2 separate regions of the Mus musculus genome follow, and region 1 is linked to region 2. A link is a contact called in public promoter capture Hi-C data. All regions are on one chromosome and are shown on one strand. The core of a region is the stretch at or near the end of the contact, and the rest is flanking DNA. Distances in the headings are between cores, read along the strand shown. Region 1 holds the start of Has1 (hyaluronan synthase 1). Region 2 holds the start of Rgmb (repulsive guidance molecule family member B).

The links. Promoter capture Hi-C pulls out the DNA fragments that hold promoters and counts their contacts.
Region 1: a contact with region 2 is called in a promoter capture Hi-C map of frontonasal cranial neural crest. The contact joins the promoter of Has1 here to the promoter of Rgmb in region 2. A contact is called at or near these places in 2 of 39 promoter capture datasets (the C10 cell line and frontonasal cranial neural crest) and 1 of 484 Hi-C or Micro-C datasets (cerebellum).

What each region holds. Positions count from the first base shown.
Region 1 is chr17:17,853,593-17,858,255 of GRCm38.p6, reverse strand. It overlaps Has1 (hyaluronan synthase 1), which reads left to right and starts at 3,068. Exons shown (of 5, transcript NM_008215.2): 1 at 3,068-3,118. The coding sequence starts at 3,110. All of the region lies in intron 1 of Gm36907 (a long non-coding RNA gene), which reads right to left.
Region 2 is chr17:15,829,045-15,833,654 of GRCm38.p6, reverse strand. Rgmb (repulsive guidance molecule family member B) reads left to right here and starts at 2,590. Exons shown (of 5, transcript NM_001372257.1): 1 at 2,590-3,034; 2 at 3,960-4,035. The coding sequence starts at 4,031. It also overlaps the pseudogene Gm3292.

The DNA.
Region 1 (4,663 bases), core at 1,819-4,318, 2.0 Mb before region 2:
TACTTACTTCACTTCCCAACTCCTTAGTGCTTCCACAGTGCTGTGCTTTATAAAAAGGCAAGGAGAGAAAGAATGTGTTTGGTGGAGGTATGGTCAGGTGTGGGGGAAGGGAGTGCCTCCTCAGGCCCCATGCTGATGCATCCCTTCCCCCTAAGGGACAAGCCACACAAAGGTATAGTATAGAATAGAGTTTATTCAGGCATGGGGAGGGGAGTTGAGATGATAGTAGAGACAGAGAAAGGCAGAGAGAGAGAGAGAGAGAGAGAGAGAGAGAGAGAGTAAGTAAGTATAGGATTAGAGGAGTAGAGGCTGGCCATGAGCGCCTGTATAGGGGAAAGGGGCAAGAGGACAGAGCAAGAGAAAGAAGGCAAGAGAGAGGGAACTGGGCAAGCAGCCCTCTTTTTAGTGAGTCAGGAACACCTGGCTTTTGACAGGTAACTGTGGGTCCGAGCTTAGACAAAATGCTAACACACAGCATCACTCAGTGTGTGTTTTGTAAACTAGCCATAAGTCTTGCCTTGGACACCTTTCTCCTTCATTTTCCACTCCCCTAACTTCACATCAGTCAGGAGCACCTCCTCCAGGAAGCTTTTCCTGCCTTTCAGTTCCATCAGTGCCCAATCCTCTATTTACACAGCTGCCTCCTCTACTAGTTTGGCATCTCCTCAGAGGCAGGGCCCCCTGCTGAGTCATTTCTGTGTGCCTGGCATCACTTAGTCCAGGGTCCCACCCATCATCTGCTGAAGAGATGTCCTTATAATGAATACATGTTTTTCCTCTGCTTCTTCTCCATTTTTAGCAATCACCCTTACCCTTCTCTTGTGGTGAAGTTAAATGATGACGATCCTACTTGGAAGACAAGGAAGACATCGTAGATTGAGGACAGAGAGCAGTTATAAGCCCCATTTGGAGGGGAGGGGGGTCTGTAAAAGAGCTCAACTTCATCTGTCCTTGTCATCTTGTCTTTGCTACATTTAATCCTGGTCATCTGTGCTTGCAAGGAAAACTGGACCCCTGCGCCTGAGGGAGGAGAGTTAGGCCTGTATTCATTTTTTGAGAGAGGAGGGCAGATGTCTAGACTCAGACTCCTGAGTTGAAGTGGGAGGACTGAATACTGGACGATCAGGGCTAAGGGAGAAGGGCTGGGGTCTGAAATTCTTGGTCTGAGGGAGGAGAGCTAGGGACTGTGCCCCTGGGTCAAACAGAGGAGTACTAAGGTCTGGTCACTTGGGTCTGAAGGAGCCTGTGCACTCTGTGCCCTGGCAGAGAAAACTCTCAGGGTTTGAAGTCCTAGTTTGTCTCTCATGTACTCTGGTTTTAGAAACATCTGGTTTTATACAGCTGCTCCACCCAGTCAGGGTGGTGTTGAGGCTAGGCAATCAAATGCCCAGCTCCTGGGTGGAGCCTGGGCTATCCCCTCCTAGCCATGGGAACTCCCCTTATCCCCAGATCTGGGCTTGCTTCCATCAGAGGATCCATCATCCTGACACAGACAGACACTAGGCAACACAGGTTCCCGGCAATAGCATCAGACACAGCCTGTCCTGCCCTGATATTGGGTAGTACCTAGTTTTCAACCATCAAAAACTTTCTCCCTAGTGCCCAAGGTCAAGCAAAGGCCCAACATAGCACTGCAGCTATGCCCTGTATAACAAGATTCTCACACACGCCTGGCTCTGTCCACTAGACTGCTGAGTGGTTGCAAGAGATGAAGCAGCCAGAGGAAAGAAAAACAGAGTCATAAAAGTCAGATGGGGAGAACCGAGTGATAGTCTTATAAAAAGGCAGGCAAGCAGGTGAAAGCTAGAGACACCGAGGGATAGAAGAGTAGATAGATATACAGATTGCAGATTAGTAGAAGACGGGGATAATAGACATGAGATAGGGAGAGGGGAAGAAGGAAGAGTGAAAGAAATGGGAATACAGATAGGTAGAGAAATAAATATAGTCAAGGCATCAAGTACAAAATGAGAAAGTAAGAGAGAGTGAGGCAGACAGAGAGGGAGAGGGAGAGGGAGAGGGAGAGGGAGAGAGAGAGAGAGAGAGAGAGAGAGAGAGAGAGAGAGAGAGAGAGGGAGAGAGAGAGAGAGATTGAGAATAAACTTTATCAGAATCACTCACACAAGAGAATGCAGGAAGAGACAACAGGACACAACCCATCATTGTATACTAAGAGAAACTCTGAAAAACATAGTCTTGAAGCTAAAAAAAAAAATGTATATATATCCTTATAAGAAACCATGTACAAGAGTGATAAGGATCACTAGTCTTCTGGCCTCAAGGAGCTAGGGTACACTCCATGAGAGCTTCTTTTCTTCCCCAGCTCTGTTCTGATCTAGTCTCCATCAGAGCAATGAACTCAGGTCACTCCATGGAGTCACTGCCATCCCCCAGAAGACAGATTCCAATAGCCCATCCCTTAGCCCCAAACAGACTGTAACATGAGCATGTGTGTACATATGTACCCCTACACAGACACAGACACACACACACACACACACACACACACACACACACACACACACACAGAAACATCAGCCCAGCAAAGAGCATACAATTCTGGCTGTAGCTCCAGTCTGCTGTGAAACACATGCCAGCAACACAGGCACACCCACAGACGTGAGTGTGTGTGTACTTTCTCTATCTGCCCATTACTGAAATGTGATCCTGAGGGACATATTTGTAGAGAGTCTGCTATGAGGAGATGAGAGAGAGCGAAGAAGAGGAAAAGGTAAGAAGGTGAGGGGGGGCAGGCCAGGGGGAGAGGGAGATGGGGGTAGTAACAGAAGAAAGATGGAGATAAAAACACTGACAGCTGAGAGAGGCAGCTGAGGGAAGGGCTGAAAGAGGGGGGTTGTGAAAGGCCAATTTGAGGGGCAGAGAAGGGAGGTCCTATCTGAGCCGGGGATGGGGAAAATGTCGGGAATTGAAGAGGGTGGAGCAGTAGGACTGCCTGACCTCAGAGCCCCTGGTCAGACTTGTCCTGACGTCAGCCCTCCTCCACCCCCGCAATGTGTTGGTCTTCAAATGGCCCCCCTCCAGCTAGCTTCAGACACACTCAGATTGCAGAACAAGACGGAGAAGAGAGAATCCAGGAGGACCCACAGCCATGAGACAGGTGTGTGTGTGTGTGTGTGTGTGTGTGTGTGTGTGTGTGTGTGTGTGTGTGTGTGTGTTCGTGTGTGGTATCTGCCGCCATGCGGGGTAATTACTACCATATGTGTGACCATATGTATTGGGGTCTAGTAAGAATGTGCTTGTAAGTGCATGTGGTGAGTCCATGTGTATCTATGTATGACAGTGTTCATGTGTTCAGTGAGCATGTGAAGATGAGTGTGTGAGTGTCCATCTCTGTGTTCACTGCCGTGAGGTTTGCCTTCCATAGATGTCTATGATTCTGTAAATATATGTTTGTGTTCCCTGGGAGTGAAAGAAGATTCTGCCTGTGTGTAACACATGCATTTTGGCTTTTGATTGTTTTATGGGATCAGAATCTACTTAGTTGAAAAACATGCAGTCAGCAATAGTCAACCTCTCTTGCCCTGTAAAATTAGCAGTTTCATATGTTTGGGGTTCATTTTAACTGTTCAGTATTTCTTCTGAAACCTTATGTTTCAGATGACTGTCTTTGTATTTATTGACATATTGCTATATCTCCTTGATACTGTTTCTTCCTGATGCTGAGGCCTTATGTCCTCAGGTCCCCTAAATGACTGTCAAAGGAACGCTGTGTTCAGCCTGAGACGTGGTACTCTTGTGAAGCATGGTGCTTTTAGTTGTGTGGTTTTAATGTTGTGGGTACAGCCGTAGGTGCATGTATCCATATTGCTGGCATCAAAAAACTTCCTTCTAAGATGAGCTAGCCCTAGGAGCCCAGGCAGAGCTGTGTTTGACACAAAAGGGCAGGAACAAAGGAGTCTAAAAGAATAATTGTTATTGGTTATTTAAATTTTCTATCTCTAGTTGGGTACCATGTACCTGAGGTCTTAGATACTTGGCTGAGACAGGGGGATGCTTGAGTCTAGGAGTTTGAGGGTAATCTGGGCAATACAGGGAGACCCTGTATCTTCTTTAAAATCCCATAAAAAAAAAAGTAACTCATCTCTACTGCTCAGAAACGTGAACTAAACTGCAATATATTGTTTTAAATCCTCTTGAAAAGTAAAGAGGGGTCATGAGATGCTCTGGGGGGTAAAGGAGCTTGATGCTTAGCCTGACAATTTGAGTTTGGTCTCCAAGATCCACATGGCAAAAAAGAGAGAACCTGCCAGGCAGTGGTGGCGCATGCCTTTAATCCCATCACTTAGGAGGACGAGGCAGGTGGATTACTGGGTTCGAGGCCAGGCCAGCCTGTTCTAAAGAGTGAGTTACAGGACAGCCAGGAATATACAGAGAAACCCTGTCAAGAGAGAGAGAGAGAGAGAGAGAGAGAGAGAGAGAGAGAGAGAGAGAGAGAGCCATAATTATCTTCCAACCCTTCCCACCACCCATCCCCCACACAAGTATACAGCAAGGCACATGCACTATGGCATGCATATACCCACACAGATACACACAAGATAAACAAATAAATATCTGTAAACTTTCAAGGAAAATGAAAGGAAATTAAGTTTGGCAGTTTCTTTGCTCTAATCCAGTGTGTGAGATGGCTATAAGCTTTTCT
Region 2 (4,610 bases), core at 1,341-3,840:
AGGCATGGTTTTAGGTTTTGTTTAAACAGGAGATGAGATGTATAGTTTCTAAGCAGCACTTCATAGATGGCAGCCAGCAGGAGGCTGATGAAGGAGTGTGAAGAGACCTGAAAATGTGGGATGAAATCTTCCCTAACACCCAGGTTGACAAACGTAATTGACTGACTTGACAAGGGCTTATTGTTCCTGACGGCCCTCCATATGATGCCTTCAGAACTGAAATAAACTTTCCAGCAAAGTATCCACTCAAACCACCCAACATCACATTTAAAACAAAGATCTACCACCCTGACATTGATGAAAAGGGGCAGATCTGTCTGCAGGTAATTACTGCTGAAAACTGGAACCTAGCCACCAAGACTGGCCAAGCAATTCAGCCCCTGGCAGCACTGGTGAACAGCCCCAGCCTCCGTACCCACTCTGGGCTGACCTAGCTGAAGAATTCTCTAAGTACCGTAGAAAATTCTGTAAGAATACTTTAGGGTTTACATTTTTAAAAAAAATGGGGGAAAATCGACCTGTGGACTAAAATCTACCATAACCTGGTGCAGTGTATTCAGATACCCCACAAAGCACAAATCTGGAAAACTGACATGTGCCACCAACCGGCATCTGTGTGTGACAGTTACCAACTTTCTACAGTTTTCTTAATCAAAAATGGTCTAGGTAACCTGTAAAGAAGGATTAGAAAATTCAGATGATCTAAGAAAAGAAAGAAAGAAAGACAGACAGACTAGCACGTCATGAAATTTCAGCCTTTTTGTGCATTAATTTCAAAAACTCTACAAGGAAATAAGGCACAGATGACCACAGAGGGGACTAAAGCCCAAGCTTTCAAAGTGGGACAAAAAAAAAAAAAAAAAACGAGACTGTGGAAAAGTTAAATGTATCATTTAAATAAATACAAGCTGAGGCGATTTGCATAACAATTGGCATCCATTTTTGCATCGGCCAGTATTATGGAAAAGGGGATTGTGATGATTTGTGTCTGTGTTTATGTGAAGTCTAGCTAGCTGTGCAGAGGAGTGAAGAACTGGGCTGCATCAGAAGTCGCCTTCTGAGCTGACTCTCTGGATTTCCTTTGAACTCGTTTTCAACATTATGCTATGCAGCAGCTTGTCTTTGTGTTGGTAGAAGGAGAAGGAAAAACACAGGAGACTAGGCTTTAGTTTCTAAATTAAAGCTCTGCTGGGCTGATTGCTCAAGTGGCTTTTCAAAGGCAAAACAAGTGGGGACATTAAAATTCCTGTTTCTGTAGGACCACTAACTGAGCCCAACACCACCACCGCCACCTTTTGTTGTTGTTGTTGTTGTTGTTGTTGTTGTTGTTGTTCTCAATACCAAATAGAGCAGGTTCCAGTGTATCTTACAGACACCTTAAACGGACTCAAGGTATTTTTGTTTGGTTTGGTTTGGTTTGGTTTGGTTTGGTTTTCTCCCCAATTTGATTGGTATTTAGAGAAGATAACGGAAAATGAAATGCAAAAATCCAGACAGGGAATATGACGAGGGGTCTTTTGTTATTGAATTTCTGAACCTGGGAGTTCTGAGTCCTCAACCTTCCACATTTTTCTTGATAGTGAACCCAAGGTTCAGAAGTTAAACCCTCGAAGTCCCGCCCTTTTTTATACTACCCTATGCTGCCCCTACCGTTAGATGGAGAAACTGCAGGTAAAGGTTAGTGGAGAGAAGGCGATCTGGGGAGGATAAGGATTAACTAACTACCTGAGCCCAGATGCTTAGAGTTTTGTCTTAACTAAAGAAAACAAAACAAAACCGCACTCTTGTTCTAGAATGAGTGAGCTGCCGCTAACTATCTATGAAGCTCAAGAATCACCCTGGAGGTCTTTAATGATAAAATATTAAACTAAAAATAAGCCAGAAATTACAGGTTTATTTTTCACTAAACAGACAATTGAAATACATGGTACAAAAATAAGTGGTAAGATTATTGTAAATTGAAAAATGGACAGAATAAATATTCAATTTAATTTTCCATCTATGAGAATTTCACAATAAAATCATAATTTACTTTGTATTATTAAAAAAAAAAAAAAAAGAATCACCCTGGAGAACATAGCTCGATCTCCCCTCCCCCATCTCCTTCCACGGGATGCAAAGGACGTCGTCCTGAAACATTTCCTGAGCCAGTTCTTTTACAATACACTTTCTCATTTGGGTCTAAGGGGTTTCTTTCTACCCTTTCTCTCGACGTGAAGCCAAGTCATATTGGCACCTCAGGTGGACAGGAACGATAACCCTCTTGTGCTCGCACACGTCCAGAGGACCATCCCTGTCACCTCCTTCACAGTTACACGCAGTAGGAAGACCCTAGAGGATAGTTGGAGGGACGTGCTTTTGAGGGCACTGATGGACAGCTATAAAAAGCGAGGAGAAAAATCGAGGGGAGGGGGGTCTGTTGCCGTCGTGGCGGCGCGGAGTGCGAACACCGCACGCGTCCGGCTGACAACAGGCAGAGCCCGCAGCAGGACCGTGATGAGCCGGGTGGGTAAAGGCAGCGCTGCGGGCCCGGAGGGCGGCGCAGAGGGCGGCGCTGGCGGCGTGAAAGGCGCCTTTGTGCAAGCCGGTGTGTAGGACCGCGGGAGAGGAGAGAGCAGGACCTGGAAACGGGGAGAGGCGTACCACGCTCCCTGCCGTCGGGTCTCCAGCAGGACAGTAGGGTAGAGCGGTGGACTGGGGACCGGCGCTGCAGAGGTTGTCTGCCTCTGTGGCCGTGGGGCAGGGGTGGGAAGAGAACAGTTTGGAGGAAGTTGGGGAGAGGGACCTGTCTCCCCGCCCTCTCCGCCTAGGTGACAGAGAGGCCCCGCTGGCTGGCAGGGTGCAAGCACTGCCCCGGAGCTCACTCGGGAACCGGCATCTGGAGAGCGGCCCCCGGGTGGAGCCGCCCGCCTGCCGCCCACCTGGGGCAGAGTGGCGGGCGCGGCGTGGCCTCCCTCCTGCGCCCCGGCCGCGTGGCTTGCGGCTTATTTTCCCAGCTGGCAAGCGTCGCGCTGCAGACAAGGGAATGCCTGTGGTGAGTTGTTTATTTTGTTGAAGTTTGCGGTGGGCCCGGAGGACGGTGGGGGGGGGGCGAATAGCAGGCAGCGGCCGGGACTGTTTTGTTTAGGTCTTGGTCCACCTGTGTGGTATAAATCTGCCAGGCTCCGGGCTGTGGGGTCCAGGGTGAGAAAGCCCTGGCGTTCCAAAAGCTCCTGGCCACGTTTAATTTGCAATGCCTGGAACCGACTAGAGTCTAAGGAAGGCTGCTCCCCAACCCCCAGCTTTCCGTAGACGCTTCCCCTAAGGGACAGTCGCCTCCTATGACCTGGGAACAGCTGGCCACTGAAGTTTCCCCATTCCCTTCCCCATTCCTCGGGGGTAATGGAGCTGAAGCTTTAATGTGAGAGGAGCCCAAGAAAACAGAGACAAACTTATCGTGGGGGCGGGGGTGGTGTGAAGTTCGTTCAGGGGTGTTGGGTCGGACTGCTTCTACAAACTGGGATCCTGTGTTGGCCAATTTCCCAAACTAGACTGGTGAAAGGCTGGCTGGCTCCTGAGGGAGCCCATAGGAACCCCTGGGGCTGATGTTAGTACAGCCTCGGCTTCGTTTGCCTGGAAGAAAAGCCTAAATACATTAGTGAGAGGGTAAAGCTTTTAAGGCCTTCTTGGGAGTGAGTGGCTGGCTAATGAGAGGTTAATTTTGTTTCGAAGGGAAGGCTGTGCTGGTTTCCTGAGATAAATGGACAGGAAGCACATTACCTCCAAGCACTGGCAAGCGGCTCCCAAATGCTTTTTGCACCTGCCGCTTCTAGCCCTGAGAGCCAGAAGCGAGCCCTACTGGAGTCTGTTAGGGATCAAGGGGCCGGGGATGCAACCCCTTGCACTCTCCGTGGTCTCTCTCTCTTTCTCCAGGGGCTCAGCGCTCACACGGAGCCCTGGGGCTCTTCTCTTACACCTAGGTCCTGCGTGTTCCGGAGCTCGGGGGCATCCTGATCCCGCTGAGCCCCTTCCAGGTGCAGAAGGGTTAACAATGATGTAAGTACAAGCCAGGCGCTACATGCTGCTGGACTCTGGGCTATTCCAGCCCCTTATTTTCAAACACTGTGGAGCAACGAGCAGCAGGGGAGCCCTTACTCCGGAATGGGTTACACAAATAGCTTATTGCAGACTTCTCTGTCCTGGGTGAGCTGTTAAGCAGAGACCCTCATGTTAGGTTTCTGGGTTTGGAGATACAGTACCTGGGGAACAGTTAAGACACTATGTAAGGATTTGGGAAATGAAACTGCATCATGTTTAGAATCTATTAACGTTTCTGGCATCCGTTTTAATTACCCAATTGCATGCCCATGGTGTAGTATGCTTTGCTGGGTCTCTTAGATGCACTGTTCTGTTCTCACCACTCCTCGAAAACAAAGGGGAAGAGAGAAAGAATGCAGATGGCAAGACACAAGGTGGATTTGGGGGTTGCTCAAGTTTCCAGTCATCTCACTTTTTTTCCTAATTAAAATGTAAAACTTTTATAATCCTCACATTTGTTCTAGCTTCCTCCCTGGGTTTTTCTTTGTCCCGTCCCAAATTCTGCTTTAACCTGATGCATGGGAGCTTTGACG